Regions from separate parts of the Oryctolagus cuniculus genome. Here regions 1 and 3 are each linked to region 2. Evidence: chromatin contacts called from public Hi-C data. All regions are on one chromosome and are shown on one strand. Each heading gives the region's core, a stretch centred on a gene start, on an enhancer-like site or on the middle of the called end of the contact. The rest is flanking DNA. Distances are from core to core; before and after follow the strand shown.

Region 1 (5,031 bases), core at 1,265-3,764, 860 kb after region 2:
AGACCCAGATGGAGTTCCTGGCTCCTGACTTCAGCCTGGCCCAGTCCAGGCCCATTACGGCCATTCAGGGCGTAAACCAGTGGGTGAAAGTTCTTCCCCTCACCCCATCACACTTTTAAATAAATAAATGAGTCTTTTATTTTTTTATTTTTCACAGGCAGAGTGGACAGTGAGAGAGAGAGACAGAGAGAAAGGTCTTCCTTTGCCGTTGGTTCACCCTCCAATGGCCACCACGGCCAGTGCGCTGTGGCCGGCACACCGCGCTGACCCAAAGCCAGGAGCCGGGTGCTTCCTCCTGGTCTCCCATGGGGTGCAGGACCCAAGCACTTGGGCCATCCTCCACTGCACTCCCGGGCCACAGCAGAGAGCTGGCCTGGAAGAGGGGCAACCGGGACAGAATCTGGCGCCCCGACCGGGACTAGAACCGCAAGGCGGAGGATTAGCCTAGTGAGCTGCGGCTCCAGCCATGAATGGGTCTTAAAAAGTAAAACAATACCACTCTTCTCAGTTGATATTTGTCTTTTATTCAGCGGTTAATAGGTTATAAAATGGATTATTAAATGTTTATAAAATAGGCTAGCATGCTGTTTATTGCAGTCTTAAATGAAGCCAAAAATATAGATTGTGTAAAAAAGTTCAGATTTATATTCTAAAGCATAAATGGTAATAGAGACCACCTAAGTTATAGAAAAACAAATCTACTTGGTAGCCTCACTTATGTTGCAGAATATAAAGAGGTCGTTGACGCCCCGAAACCTGAGAATGATCTATTAGCATCTGATCAGAGAACAATTAAATTCTGCTCTTTGGGAAAAAATGACTTCAGAAAACATGGATCCCTGAGAAGTTGGATTGTCCCTTCTGGAGAAGTCTTTGGAAGAGCACAGGTGTTAGCGAGCAGAAAATGATTGGTGGGATAACTCAATTTTAACATCAAGCCACACAGCTGCTTGTAAACCTAAAAAATTGCAATACTGCCATCTAGTGTTGCATAGTGAAAACATTTCCCTTTTTTACCCTTTACTATTTATGATTACTTCAAAATTGAATGACTGTCCATCTAAATTTAATAGTTTCACCTGCGTTTTTGATATTATTTCAGGAAGCAGGTACTTTTGATGTCTGAAATGTTTTCTCTTATTTCCTTCTATAGGTAGCCTCTTTTTTCAGGGTTAAGATAACAGGAGAGAGTAGGATTTCAATCTGTGTCTCCTAAACTGTGTGTTCCTGTTAGGACACAGTGTAGGAGGATATAGTGCAGTCTTGGGGAGCTCAATAAAGCATCTTCCTCACTTTGATTATGCCTAACTCCTTTCTCCATGGGCACTTTTAAAAAAAAATAAACTTTCTGTTTTGGGTACTATGAGATGCCTAGAATAGTTGCAGAGGCACAGAGCGTTCCCATAGACCCTTCACGCAGTTTTTCCAGTTGTCCACATTGTGCAGTACTGTTCTGCGTTGCCCCTCGGTGCCTGTGGGACCTGGCAGAATCGATGGGAAGTCTCAGGATAGGGTGTGTGACTGTGGAACTGCAGAACTCAAAGTGTGGGGAGCGGCCAGGGCAGGCTGGCCAAGAGAGCAGAATTTACATACAGAAGGCTAGTGCCTGGATCCTCACTAACTTCTCCAAGGCTTTGGAATTCCGAGAGAAGGTCATTTCCATCATAAAACGCTGGAGTAAACACACCTCATGTGAAGCATGAGGTTAGACTCAAGGCAATCCCAGAACTGCAGCATTTCAGGCCCCTTTAACAGAGAGGTGTTCAAGGATTTGCTTCCTGGGAAGAGTGGGGGGACAGAGGGAGCCAAGCAAGGTGAGAGTGAAGAGAGGCGAAGTCAGCTCTCAGAAGATTGTAGAAGACATGGCGGACCACAGCTCTGTGTGGCCTCATATTGCGCAGAGCAGAATGGAGCTGGGAAGAGAGCTGTCAGAACAGCTCAGAGACTCACGCTTCTGTTGGAGTGTTTTGTGGTGAATTAGTGTGGGTGTAGAGAAGATTAAGTAGCTATAAAGAGTGGATGGTTAATCGTAGAGAAAATAAAACACTGCATGTTAGCATGGTGTCCAACATGGCTCAACTTTGAACCACATAATCAAAGTAATGTAGAGATTGAGTTTATTTAAACAGAGAAGCCATGATGATGTTGGGTGGATTGAGGCAGGTAAGGAAAGGAGAAGAGAGAGAGAGCACAATTAGATTGTCCACCCCTATACTCAGAAGTCAAAAGTTACTGAAATTGAAAACTAATTTATGTAGCAAAATCAGCCCATTATTATAAAACATGGGGATAAATATCAGAATAAGCAATTGAAATGGTAATCTCTAAGGGTAGGCGTCAGATATTGGGAATAATTAACCAAGAGAACGTGCTAGTAGGATTATATAACCTTGTAAAAGTCCACGTGTTGCAGGAACAGGGAAAAGATCAACTTAGCACCCAAGCTGACTAAGCAACTCTGTTAATCAAAGTGCAGTGGGAAACAAAGTGCAATTGTTCACCTTGTACAAAGTGTGGATTCTTATCAAGGCTGTGGCCAGTCAAGTGGGATCCTTTAATCTGGCTCCTATCTCGTTTGCATATATATATCTGCCACCTGAGAGATCACTTATTGTCCGCACAATTGCCTGGCTCTTCTTGCTGAAGGGCACGGGGCTGTGTTAGCTGAGGGTTCCAACTTGGCAGCTTCTGAAACCATGGCTTTTCCTGCAGGCTTTGGATGGGGGGCTGCCACTGCAGCTTATCAAGTGGAAGGTAGGAGAAGTGCCCTCCCCTTCGCCAGGGCTGGACTGGGTCCCTTCTGGTGGGTGCTGGGTGCCTGGGGAAGACGGTAGTGGGAGGAGGCTGACCACAAGAAGGGAAGGGACTGGAGAGCTCAGGACACCATCCATGACATGGTCCACCTTTCAGACAGGACCAGCCCATGTTCCCATGTCTGTTTCCTTGAGCATGGGGGTAGTGGAGGGTGGAGGTGAGGCTCAGGCTATTGCTGAATTTTCCAGCAGTCTAACGCTACGGGAGACATCAGTTTACACTGGAGCAACTGCTTGTTTGTAATTGGTTTCTTGGGCACATTTTACCCAGCTCCCCTCAAAGGGAGAGCAGCTTCTCCTAGTGGCTGAAAAAAATATTGGGTGAAATGATTCAAGGAGCCCTTCATTACCAGAGGAAAGTGCCCTGTTCTTTTCCTAGCAGGCATGGAGACAAATCTCATAAAGGTCTCCCCACATGCAGGGGCAGCCGTGCAGTGAAGGGGAGCAGTATCTGATAGTAAAGAGCACCCAGGATGACGTGGAGGCTGGGCCCTGGGCCTTGGCCTCCCCCGGGGGGCCTCCATTGTTCTCCTCAGTCTCAGTTTTGTCATATGTAAAATGGGAAGATTGGATTTAGTTTTCTAAAAGTAAATTATTAAGGATTTAGGGATTGTTAGTAGGTTACCATGGAGGAAAATATTTGGTTAAATAAGTGGTGAAACCTGGGGTTAAACAAAGCTAAGTGAGATCCTTGTAGTAGATTCCTAGGGCTGCTGTAACCACTTATCACCAACTAAGAGGCTTAAACAATAGAAAGGTACCCTCTTACAGTTCTGGAGGCGGGAACTAGCCATTCAAAAATAGAATTAACTGAAATAAATTTATCCTGGGTTGGGGCAGGCCCTTAATCCTATGTGACTGGTGTCCTGATTAGAAGGGAATCTGAGCACGGATAGATACATAAAAGGAGAATGTCCCATGGCAGGCAGAGATTGGAGGGATGCACCTTAAGCCAATGAACTCCAAAGACTAATGGCCAGCATCAGAGGTGAGGAAGAGGCAAGGCAGGACTTCAACTAGAGTCTTGGTGGGATCAGGGCTCTGCTGACCCCTTGAGTTTGGATTTATGGCCTGTGATAGAACTTTATGTTGTTTAGGCCATCTATGGTATGGTACTTTCTTACTGCTCTACTGGAAATCTAATACACCAACCAAAACGAATTAACCAATCAATGAAATAATTCTTATAGTACGTGTTAGAATGACAGTAAAGGATCAGTGAAAGTGGCCACTCCAGGTTGGATGACCTAGGGGGATCCATGTGAATTAGTGTCTGTTCATCCAAGACTTAAGAGATGTGAAGGAGAGAGAGCCATTTGAAGATGGGCTCTTTTTCTAGAAAGGGAGACAGTACAGCTTAATCTTGGAGCAACCCATGCTGCTTAGTATTCCCAGCTTCTGTGAATATTTGCCGGGCCTGAATAAATGTGAATGAGGGGCTGCTGTTACAGCAATTGCAGTGACTGCCCTGTGGAAGATACCTCCTGGGGAGGACCCCGCAATATTGTTTTGTTCTACAAGGCTCTTTTAAAAGAATGTTTGAGAACATCTTGGTTAGCAAGGATTCCATGCTACTTTCTCCCTACAGGGTATCTTCTTTCACCTCCCAGACATTTTCATTAGGTTAGGGTGGGTGATTGAGTGGGCTGGCCATCTAGGAGGGAAAATAAAACAGCTGATCCTTATTCATTTTGTTCTCGAAGGGCAGGTAGGCAGCTCATACAGGTGGCAGAACATGGGCGTTGGGTGCACAGAACCACGCTCTGAAAGTGGCAGAGTGGTGATCATGAAGCTGGGCTCTGGAGCCAGGCTCTTTAGACTTGAACTTTGTTTCTGCTTTCACTCGCCTGGTGGCTTTGGGCAATGCACTCAACTTTTCTGTGTCTCCTGTTATAAGAAAAACTTTGGAACAATTGAGTTTAGCAGTGGAGCAAGGAAAGGATTCTTGAATTGAGCTTCTCTCTGAAGCAGGGAAGAGAGCTCTGTTCAGGCAGTATTTATAGACAGAAAAAGGACATGACACACAGAAATAGCCCAATTGGTTACAACTCGGAGTTTATCTTGTTGGGAAATGTCTTATCAGTGTGCAGCCTGTGATTGGCGAAAAGCTTTCCTACTTGAGCTGAGACTCAGTTACCTGCTAGAAAAATAGCCTCTCAATTTGCAGTGTGTTTAGATATTAGGTTATAATTTATTATATACAGAGTGCTTTAGGCAA
Region 2 (4,430 bases), core at 146-2,645:
CTCTCTGAGATAAGAAAAATCTTGTTTATTTCAAATACACTGGTCAATCTAGAATTTTTTATTGTTTTTGAGGCATCCCATCAAACTCTCCATTTTTGGTCCCTTTCTGTTGACTTCAAGCCTTCTCCGTCACCGATCCTCTTTAGGATATATAGTATATATATTAGGAACTTTAGTATATATATTAGGAACTTGACAGCTGTCCCCTAAGGAACACCTCTGCTCCTGTCAACAACCCACGGTGTCTGTCCAGCTCCTGTTTTATAAGCACTACAGCTAATCCAGAAACCTTCCTCCCCACTTCATATTCTCCCTTATAAACTCTAGTTTTGCATCAAGAGCTGAAAAACATTTGCATTTACTTTGTAACCATAACTTAAATATCCCTTTAAAAGAGGAAAGCCACAGAGAGCATGATGATGACGATTCGAATGTTGTTCAGGGAACAGCCAAGTGTCCAGAGCAAGTGGATTGCTTCTTTTTCTGCTGGGGGTCCACAGGCTGCTCACTGGGCACTTGTAAGATTCATTTTCTTAAACTCTATTTCTTCAAAATCCTGCGGACGTTTGCGTTTGGTGTGCGACGCTTTTCCCCACTGAAAATCGATGACTGTCATTTTCTCCTCCCGTGAAGAAACGGATGTCTTCCACCTATCTTGAATAACTTCAGCTTCTTATTTATTCAAGTCTTGCTTACAATCCAATCCAACGTTATCCCAGTTTACTTTTCAGTTTTTTTCCTGAATGCACGCTATGCCCTTGGTCAGGTCCTTACATCCGTTCAGAGTAGGCTTTCAGGGCGCAAAGCTTCTTAGGTGAGTTCGTGGGTCTTAACGTGATAGTCTCGGTTGCCGGAACCGCGCACTTCAATCGCGGCCGGCATTCTGTCCCGCCCAAGAAGGTCGGCTAGGAGCGAAGAGCGCAGGCGCGGGCAGAGCCCAGGCACTATCGCCAGACCGCGAAGCTCCTCGCCGGGTGCTGCGCCACGCCGCAAGGCCTCCCGGGAGTCGGCCACCATGTTGGCCTCGGGGGCCGGCAAGTTAATCCAAACGTTAAATGTGTACCTGCAAGCGGATGTTGAGGATCACTGAGCCCGCGACGTAGAAGTAGGGGAAGTTCATGCGCAGCTGCCAGGCCAGTTCGAAGAAGGCGAGGAGTGTGCGCGAGAGCCCCTTGCATAAAGCCCCGTAGGAGCTGGGTACCGCGGCTGGGCTGGAGGCCCTGACGGCCAAGGAAGACGGAGCCGCCGTCGCGGGGGCCATGGACTCGGGTCGCTGTCTGCCCAGCGCTTGGAGCCGAGGACCTCCGCAGGCTCCGCGGGGCCTCCAGCGACGGACAGCAGCGGGAGGTTGGGACGAAGCGTCCGCTGAGTTGGCCCTGCGCCTGCCGCCGCCCGACCAACACTGACTTTCTTGGAATAATGCTTCTGGCCTCAGAAATTTGAAAGCCTTTATCCTCAAGTACAGCTATGTATTCATGTATAAATAACTTGGAGGTTACATATAAATAATCGCTAGCTCATATGTTCTGTGTATACTCACGCGCGCACACACACACACACACACACCCCTACATCTACTTACTCCACAAGATTTCATCCTCTTTACAGATAATTCATCTCCAGAGGTCAAACCTTACCTCAGTACTAATTTTATCACCCCATCAGGAAATGCTTGCTAATTCCACCTCACACATTTGAAAATCAGTTCATTTTTGATCTATACTCGCCTCTACTGCTCTCATTCCAGTTTGTCCAACCAATTTGAATGGGAATACTTTCTCCTCTCCAAAGCCTAATCCCTCCTACCAGCATTAGATGCCTTCTCATTTATGCCAGCAGGAGGAGTTAAGTGTGCTGCTTCTACTACACTAAGTGCTCTCAATCCTCTTTGTCACTTATCTTTCATAAAATTCTATAAAAGTGTTACTACTCTAGTTTCAGAGATGAGAAATTAAGACTCTAAATGGTTAATCTGCACATAGTCCTAGCACACAGCACAGTCAAGATGTGATCTTTAGGACTCAAAAATAGCCAATCTCTTAATTCATAATTCTCTTGCCTTCACATCACAATATTTCACACCATACTGACCAGGACATGTACTTTAAAATCTTCTTAAAAGTTGTACATTTCTCTTCACCATTACTTTTTATTTATGTGCTTATTCATTAAACACTGGACATTGGGTCTCTGCAGGCAGTGTGCTAAGCACTGGACATACAATCAAATACCTGCTCTCCTGATGCTGAGATTGAGGGCAAGGAAGCAAATACTGATCCAATAACCCCAAATACAAGTGTGTGAGTATGCTGGTAATCAAATATGTACGGTGACAATTACAGAATTGAGAGTTTCTCTTTTTGGTAGACATTTGCCTGGATAATATTATTTTGATTTAGATATATCCCTCCCCTACTCAATGATGTTCAGGGACAGGCATGCCCACCACAGTATGCAAATCTAACCAAAGGGCTAGTATCCTGAATCAGTGGATACTGCCTATATGACTAAACTTGAAAGGCAGGAAAAGACTGGCATCACACCTGAGCCAGACAGACCAGTATCTTTCCCTGGTCTAACTAGCCAAAGGAGGCTAACTTACACTGTGGTTAACAACCAACCTTAAAAATCTCCGCAGCTGAACATAACAGAGTATAATTTTGTCATGAGTTAACATACATCTTGGTCACTGTGGAGACTCAGGGACCCTGAGAACATAATGTTCTATCAGCCATGTGTTTCTAGGATACCAGAGGCAGGAGGAAAACAGCAGGGCAAATCACACACTCATTCTTACATATGCTTCCCATAAAAGATGCACTTTACCTCTTGAGTAAAAGCAAGTCAAACGCCACGGCTGAGTTCAACATGGAGGTTGGATAGTAAAGTTTGTTCTAGAATGAGAGACGTCAAAGTTTTCTGGCATCCTCATTTTCTCCTCGGTTTGCAAAATTGAGATTATATAAGTGACAACTGCCTGTCACCATGCTCCTCTCCCACTTAGCACATGGAGGAACTCCTCTGCAGGAGAAATGAAGCCCAACCAAGAAAGCAAAGCTGAGCAGTTTTTTCAAGAGTGACAGGAGCCCTGAAGCTATTTTTATCCTGGAATTTCTCCTTGTAGGACATGATAATGCCTTGTCTCTTTTAAAAACCGAAACCAGTTGGAACTGGGATTCTTTGACTTGTACTCAACAAGCCCAAACTAAACTTGTGTGGAAGGCTAGGGCATGACATTATTTGGTAGCAAATAAGTGATTCTTTTGAGTCTCAAACCTAACCATTCTAACTTCCCCATCTGAACAAAAGGATTACAATGCCTAACTCGTAAGTTCTTATGAGGATAAAACGAGTTCGTGTGTAAGCAATGCTAGTCACCATCTGCTTCCTAGCAGGTGTTCATTAAAATGTAAGTCTCTGTTCCTTCCTTCTTTCCTGACTTCTTCCTCTCCTGCCTCCTTCAAGGCTAATGAACATGCCATATTTTGTCTTCCTGTTGCTATCATCCAACAAATGTTTACTAGGCTTAGCAAACACCCATGGAAACAATGAATGAGAAGAGATAAGGAAGAAAAATAGTCTGACAGCAGCAATGTTCTAAGATCATGGACCCCCTGGTTTTGACTTGAGTTCAGAGTCACAAGCAGTTAGGGAACATCACACACAAAGGCTCTGATCTATGAATTGGGAATAGGATAATCGTACCCCATACTTCAGCTAACATCAACTCCCTCAACCGTAACAAGAGATACAGAAACTCTTCACCACTTGCCATGGTGATCATACCACTCAAGGCAAAAGTACAACACAACAGAAGTTTAGGGATTATAGCAATAATTTCAATAAATCATTACCTTTATTTCTAAAAACTATTAGATAGAAAGAGATAGAGAGCTCCTAACTGCTGGTTTACTCTCCAAACGCCCGGAATGGCCAATGCTGAGTCGGGTTAATGTTGGTATCCCAATTCAGGTCTCACGTGTGGGTGGCAGGAACACAATTACTTGACGCATCCTGTTGCCTCCTTTGGTTGCATATTAGCAGGAAACTGCAATTGGGAATCAGAGCTGGGAAGTCAACTCGGATTCTCCAGAGTGGGGTACAGCCATCCTTTCTGGTATCTTAACCTCTAGGACAAATGCCTGTCCCCTTTCTGTTTTTAAATTTACAAATAAAGTGTCATGTGTGCCACCCCAGTTCAGAACAAAAGCTGCACCAGCTGTTAGCAAATCCATCCCCAAAAGATCTCATTCCAGCTGCAGTGGCAAGGAACAGTCAAACAATTGGTCAGCATTAGAAGGAAGAATAAATACTAAAAATGTGTTAACTTCCTCTATAAAAATGGGTTGTATCTCTATTTTCAAAGTTCTATGTTCATTTCAAAGCATCTCAGTTGTCAGTAAAATCTTTCCCCATTAGTACCAAGAAGG
Region 3 (4,412 bases), core at 1,474-3,973, 590 kb after region 2:
ATAATTGTACCAATTAAGATTATTCCCTGGTGGATGATTTAAGGAGCACGTTTATCCTATGATTTGTTTGAAGAACTCCAATTGACAATGCAGTTCTAGATGAAGACTGGATAGTGGAAAAGAAAGCTTTGAAATCAATTTTTTTTAAAGATTTATTTAATTATTTAAAGGCAGAAGAACACAGAGGCAGAGAAAGAGAGAGAGAGAAGTCTTCCATCCACTGGCTCATTCCCCAAACAGCCACACTGGCCGGAACTAGGCCGATCAGAAGTCAGGAACTTTTTTGGGGTCTCCCACATGGATGCAGGGGCCCAAATACTTGGACCATCTTCCACTGCTTTCCCAGGCCACAGCAGAGAGCTGGATCGGAAGTGGAGCAGCTGGGATTCGAACCAGCACTCTTATGGGATGTCAGCACTGCAGGCAGCAGCTTTACCTGCTAAACCACAGCGATGGCCCAAAATTTAAGAAAAATACTGGGCTGGTGTTGTGGTGTAGCATGTAAAGCCACCACCACCTGTGATGCTAGCATCCCATATGAGCGCCGGTTCAGATCCTGGCTGTTCCACTTCCAATTCAGCTCACTGCTAATGGCCTTGGAAAAGCATCAGAAAATGCCCCAAGTATGTGGGCCCCTGGCACCCATGTGAAGACCCAGATGAAGCTGCCAGCTCCTGGCTTTGGCCTGCTGTTGAGGCCATTAGGGGAGTGAACCAGTGGATGGATGGAAGATTTCTCTCTGTTTAACTCTTTCAAAATATAAGTCTTAAAAAGAAAAATAGGTGTCATGAATATAGTAATTCTTTATTATGTATCAAGTCTTATTTTCACAGGATCAAAACCCAAGGTAGTCACCATCCAGGCTATGTCGCGCAGTAACTGAGGGGCAGCTGGGAGGCAGGATCAAGCTTGGCCAAACTAGAGAAGTCAGAAGTTTTCTTCTTAAAGAGCAAAGTGCCTCTTTGGTTCCTAGTAGTTTTGCTGACTGCACTGTGAAAGTAAAATTTACAGAGAGAACTGGAACAAAAAGCATAAAATAACCCTTTGAGCTATCTAAAGTCATAGCAAATACCGTGCATAAAAATAGTATAAATGAATTTGGTGCTCAGAAAGCAATAAATTCAAGACACATCATTGATAGGGACTTAAGATAGGAAGGCTGTGCTATTTAACTGCTGGAGTTTTCTGACATAAAGGTCAACAGAATGAGACACAGTTTGAAAATATGGACGTTAAAAATACAGTTTAAAATATTTTCAACATGGGAGGTGCAAGATAGATTTTTCTAAAGGTAAAAACTTAATCTTTAGGCTCTATAGCATCTCCTATGGCATTTCTAAGTTTCCAGATTAGAGTCCACTCTTACAGATACTGAAGCATTCCAGTTAAAAGATTATTGCCCACTGAGAAAGTCAACGATTGGGCTGACATCTACAAACTGGGCCACACAAGTGAATCACTAAATATCGTACAAGCACCAGAAAAACAGAGGAACTGAGACCCAGAAGAGCGGGTGTCCTGTCTTCTGGGATGTACTGCTTCTCTCTATCTGACACTTGGGAGTGAAACCCAGCCTCACTGTCATATTTTCTTCCAAAAAAACCTCGAAGATCCACATGGAAACTCTATACAATTGGGAAACAGATAATCTAATCTGTAGGGCATATACACAGCTAATTAAATTCAACAGATTATTACTTACAAACGCCACTTTACCACACGTCACCAATTTCCAAAACTGCGGAAGGGGCATAAAATGGACTTTTGTGATAAATATAATCATATATAATATATAAAAATTCCGCTAGCAGTAGCTTCTACTAATGAATTCCTATGGGTGTCCAAAAACATTTTTCTGTATGTGATTTAACACTACCACCCTGACATTACCATTCACTCGGTGTTACTAATCTGGAGACCCACAGAGTCTGAGGCTGAGGCTGAGAAGTGAAATTACCTCTCAGAGGGCTATGACTCCACTCAAGCCTGGTGGCTGCCAAGCCATTTTCTACCATTGTGTGCCAGCTCCCACTAAATGGGAAAGCACAGGATTGAGAGCAAGGGGCACCCCAAGTCCAAAAGACGAGTATTTCAACCCCAATCCTGCCACCTAACAGCCCTAGTGTTTGTGGGAAAGTTACCCAAATTCCTGTGGCTAAGCTTATGTATTTACAAACTACAGGAAGAAAAGGCACCTCCTAGGTTAGTGTGAGTGAAGATCACACATTGGCAGTGGTTGGCAAGTAGAAGGCTTTTACGATTCACTAATTAGACTTTCCCCAACGCCACCCACATGCCATTAACAGCAGTCGTCTAGGAGCAGATAGAGATGTAGCTGCCAGCACGGTTTATAGAGTGATTCATGGAATGGCACAGCAATGAGGTAACTAAAGTAACACCCAGCTGAATCCCTTCAAAGCACAGCTAAGGAAACTAGGACCAGAAAATTAATGCCCAAACAGTGCTTTAGTCACACACTACGTAGAAGAGATCCTCAACCCTGAGCTGCTGGTCCCTGTGTTCTGTCATTTGGCTTCTTAGTTCTCCTGCAGCTCTCCCACCTGCAAAGCAGAGTGGGAGACCACAGAACGCACCAAAGGCACCACCTGGAACTGGCCAGTCAGGCAAAGTGGGAAGTACCTGGCTATGGGGTCTTAAATAACCTCAGCCAATCACTGTGGGGAAGAAACTATCAGGACCCAATCACACTGTTGGTAAAACAACTGGGCTCTAAAAGGCTCTAAAAGGCAAGCAAGAAAGACAAAACACAGGCAGGCATTTGGCATGGTAGTTAAAACACTGCTTGGGGCACCTATTCCTGGGTTTGAGTCCTGGCTCATCTACTTCTGATCCACCTTCCTGATAATGTACACCCTAGACAAAGACAGATGTTGGTAGAAGTACTTGGGTCCCTGTTACCCACAGGGTATACCTGGGTTGAATCCCAGACTCCTGGCCTCACTCTGGCCCACTCCTGCCTGCTGCAAATATTTAAAGAGTGAACCAGTGGAAGGAAAAGTTCTCTGCCTTCTCTCTCTCTCTGCCTTTCAAATAAAACAAAAAGATTTCAAAGAAAGACCAAATGATATGAATTATGTGCAGATACAAAGCTGCAAATGGAAAAACATGTACACAGTAGGGTTCAGTTTTCCATTCAGAAGAAACTTTACAATCATTTAACTGAGCAGTCCAGCCCAGTAATTTATTAACATTCTGCCCTCTGAAGTGAGGTGACTAACAATACAAGCTGTTTAAGCAGAGGTGGAATCAGAACTCACCTGATAGAACCTGGAATCCTCAGCCACTCCTTTTCTTTTTACTCCACCACCCCCTCTGCTTGGCTGGCTATTAGAGGAATTAAGTTTCACAATCGCAAAGCAACTACTGAGTCAGAAACAGAAGCATCATTATGCTACGTCTTTCATAAAAGCAGCAGAGGAAGTCTTAAACACAAGAAACACAAGGAAGACTACACGCAAATGTCCATCTGGAGATGTGCCTTGCCTTCATCATTTGTAAACTATTTTTTAATTAATTTATTCATTTGAAAGTCAGCGTTACACAGAGAGAGGAGAGGAAGAGAGAGAGACAGAGAGAGAGGTCTTCCATCCGCTGGTTCACTCCCCAGTTGGCCGCAACAGCTGGAGCTGTGTCGATCCGAAGCCAGGAGCCAGGAGCTTCCTCTGGGTCTCCCACACAGGTGCAAGGGCTCACGGACGTGGGCCATCTTCTACTGCTTTCCTAGGCCATAGAAGGAAACTGGATCGGAAGAGGAGCAGCCAGGACTAGAACCGGCGCCCATATGGGATGCTGGCGCCTCAGGCCAGGGCGTTAACCCTCTGCGCCACAACACCGGCCCCCATTCTTAAACTTTTAACATGAACATTTTTCTAGAGACCCTAAAAAGGCAGGGCAGTTCCTCTCCTTTCCTTTCAGAAAGTGTGCACAACAGCATCCGGGACGATGGAAAGCAGCCATTTTTACAATGACCTCGTTCCAGGGGCTGGTGCTGTGGTATAGCGGGTAAAAGCCCTGGCCTGAAGTGCCGGCATCCCATATGGGTGCCGATTCTAGTCCCAATTGCTCCACTTCCAATATAGCTCTCTGTGATGGCCTGGGATAGCAGTAGAAGATGGCTCAAGTCCTTGGGCCCCTGCACCAACATGGGAGACCCGGAAGAAGCTCCTGGCTCCTCGTTTCGGGTTGGCGCAGCTCCAGGCTGTTGCGGCCACCTGGGGAGTGAACCAGTTGATGGAAGACTCTCTCTCTGTCTCTACCTCTCTCTGAAACTCTTTCAAATAAATAAAATAAATCTTAAAAAAGAAAAAAAAAACACAATGGCCTCGTTCAACTCACTTCCTTAGTGAAATAAATTTGGGTCTGCTTCATTCAGCCAATGAGTATCTTTACAT

The links. Hi-C and Micro-C count contacts between places; a contact is called where the count stands out from the background.
Region 1: a Hi-C map of an unstated tissue shows a contact between it and region 2, with 5 times the contacts expected there. The contact joins the promoter of LOC100344458 here to the promoter of LOC100343432 in region 2. A contact is called at or near these places in 2 of 6 Hi-C or Micro-C datasets (ear pinna and an unstated tissue).
Region 3: a contact with region 2 is called in a Hi-C map of liver, with 7 times the contacts expected there. The contact joins the enhancer-like site here to the promoter of LOC100343432 in region 2. A contact is called at or near these places in 5 of 6 Hi-C or Micro-C datasets (ear pinna, embryonic fibroblasts, liver and 2 more).

Annotation. Positions count from the first base shown.
Region 1 is chr2:17,822,404-17,827,434 of mOryCun1.1, forward strand. LOC100344458 (cytosolic beta-glucosidase) reads left to right here and starts at 2,515. Exons shown (of 5, transcript XM_002709257.5): 1 at 2,515-2,754. The coding sequence starts at 2,697.
Region 2 is chr2:16,958,926-16,963,355 of mOryCun1.1, forward strand. LOC100343432 (small integral membrane protein 10-like protein 1) reads right to left here and starts at 1,396. Exons shown (of 1, transcript XM_008249396.4): 1 at 10-1,396. The coding sequence starts at 1,261. The coding sequence ends at 1,052. All of the region lies in intron 1 of KCNIP4 (potassium voltage-gated channel interacting protein 4), which reads right to left.
Region 3 is chr2:17,549,543-17,553,954 of mOryCun1.1, forward strand. All of the region lies in intron 16 of ADGRA3 (adhesion G protein-coupled receptor A3), which reads right to left. Among named protein-coding and RNA genes, the nearest start is that of ADGRA3, 130 kb to the right of the region's middle. Within about 2 kb of position 2,724, at least 1 of the 8 cell types and tissues checked has an H3K27ac peak or open chromatin away from gene starts, as enhancers often do. A contact at or near this core is called in ear pinna, where this site is marked.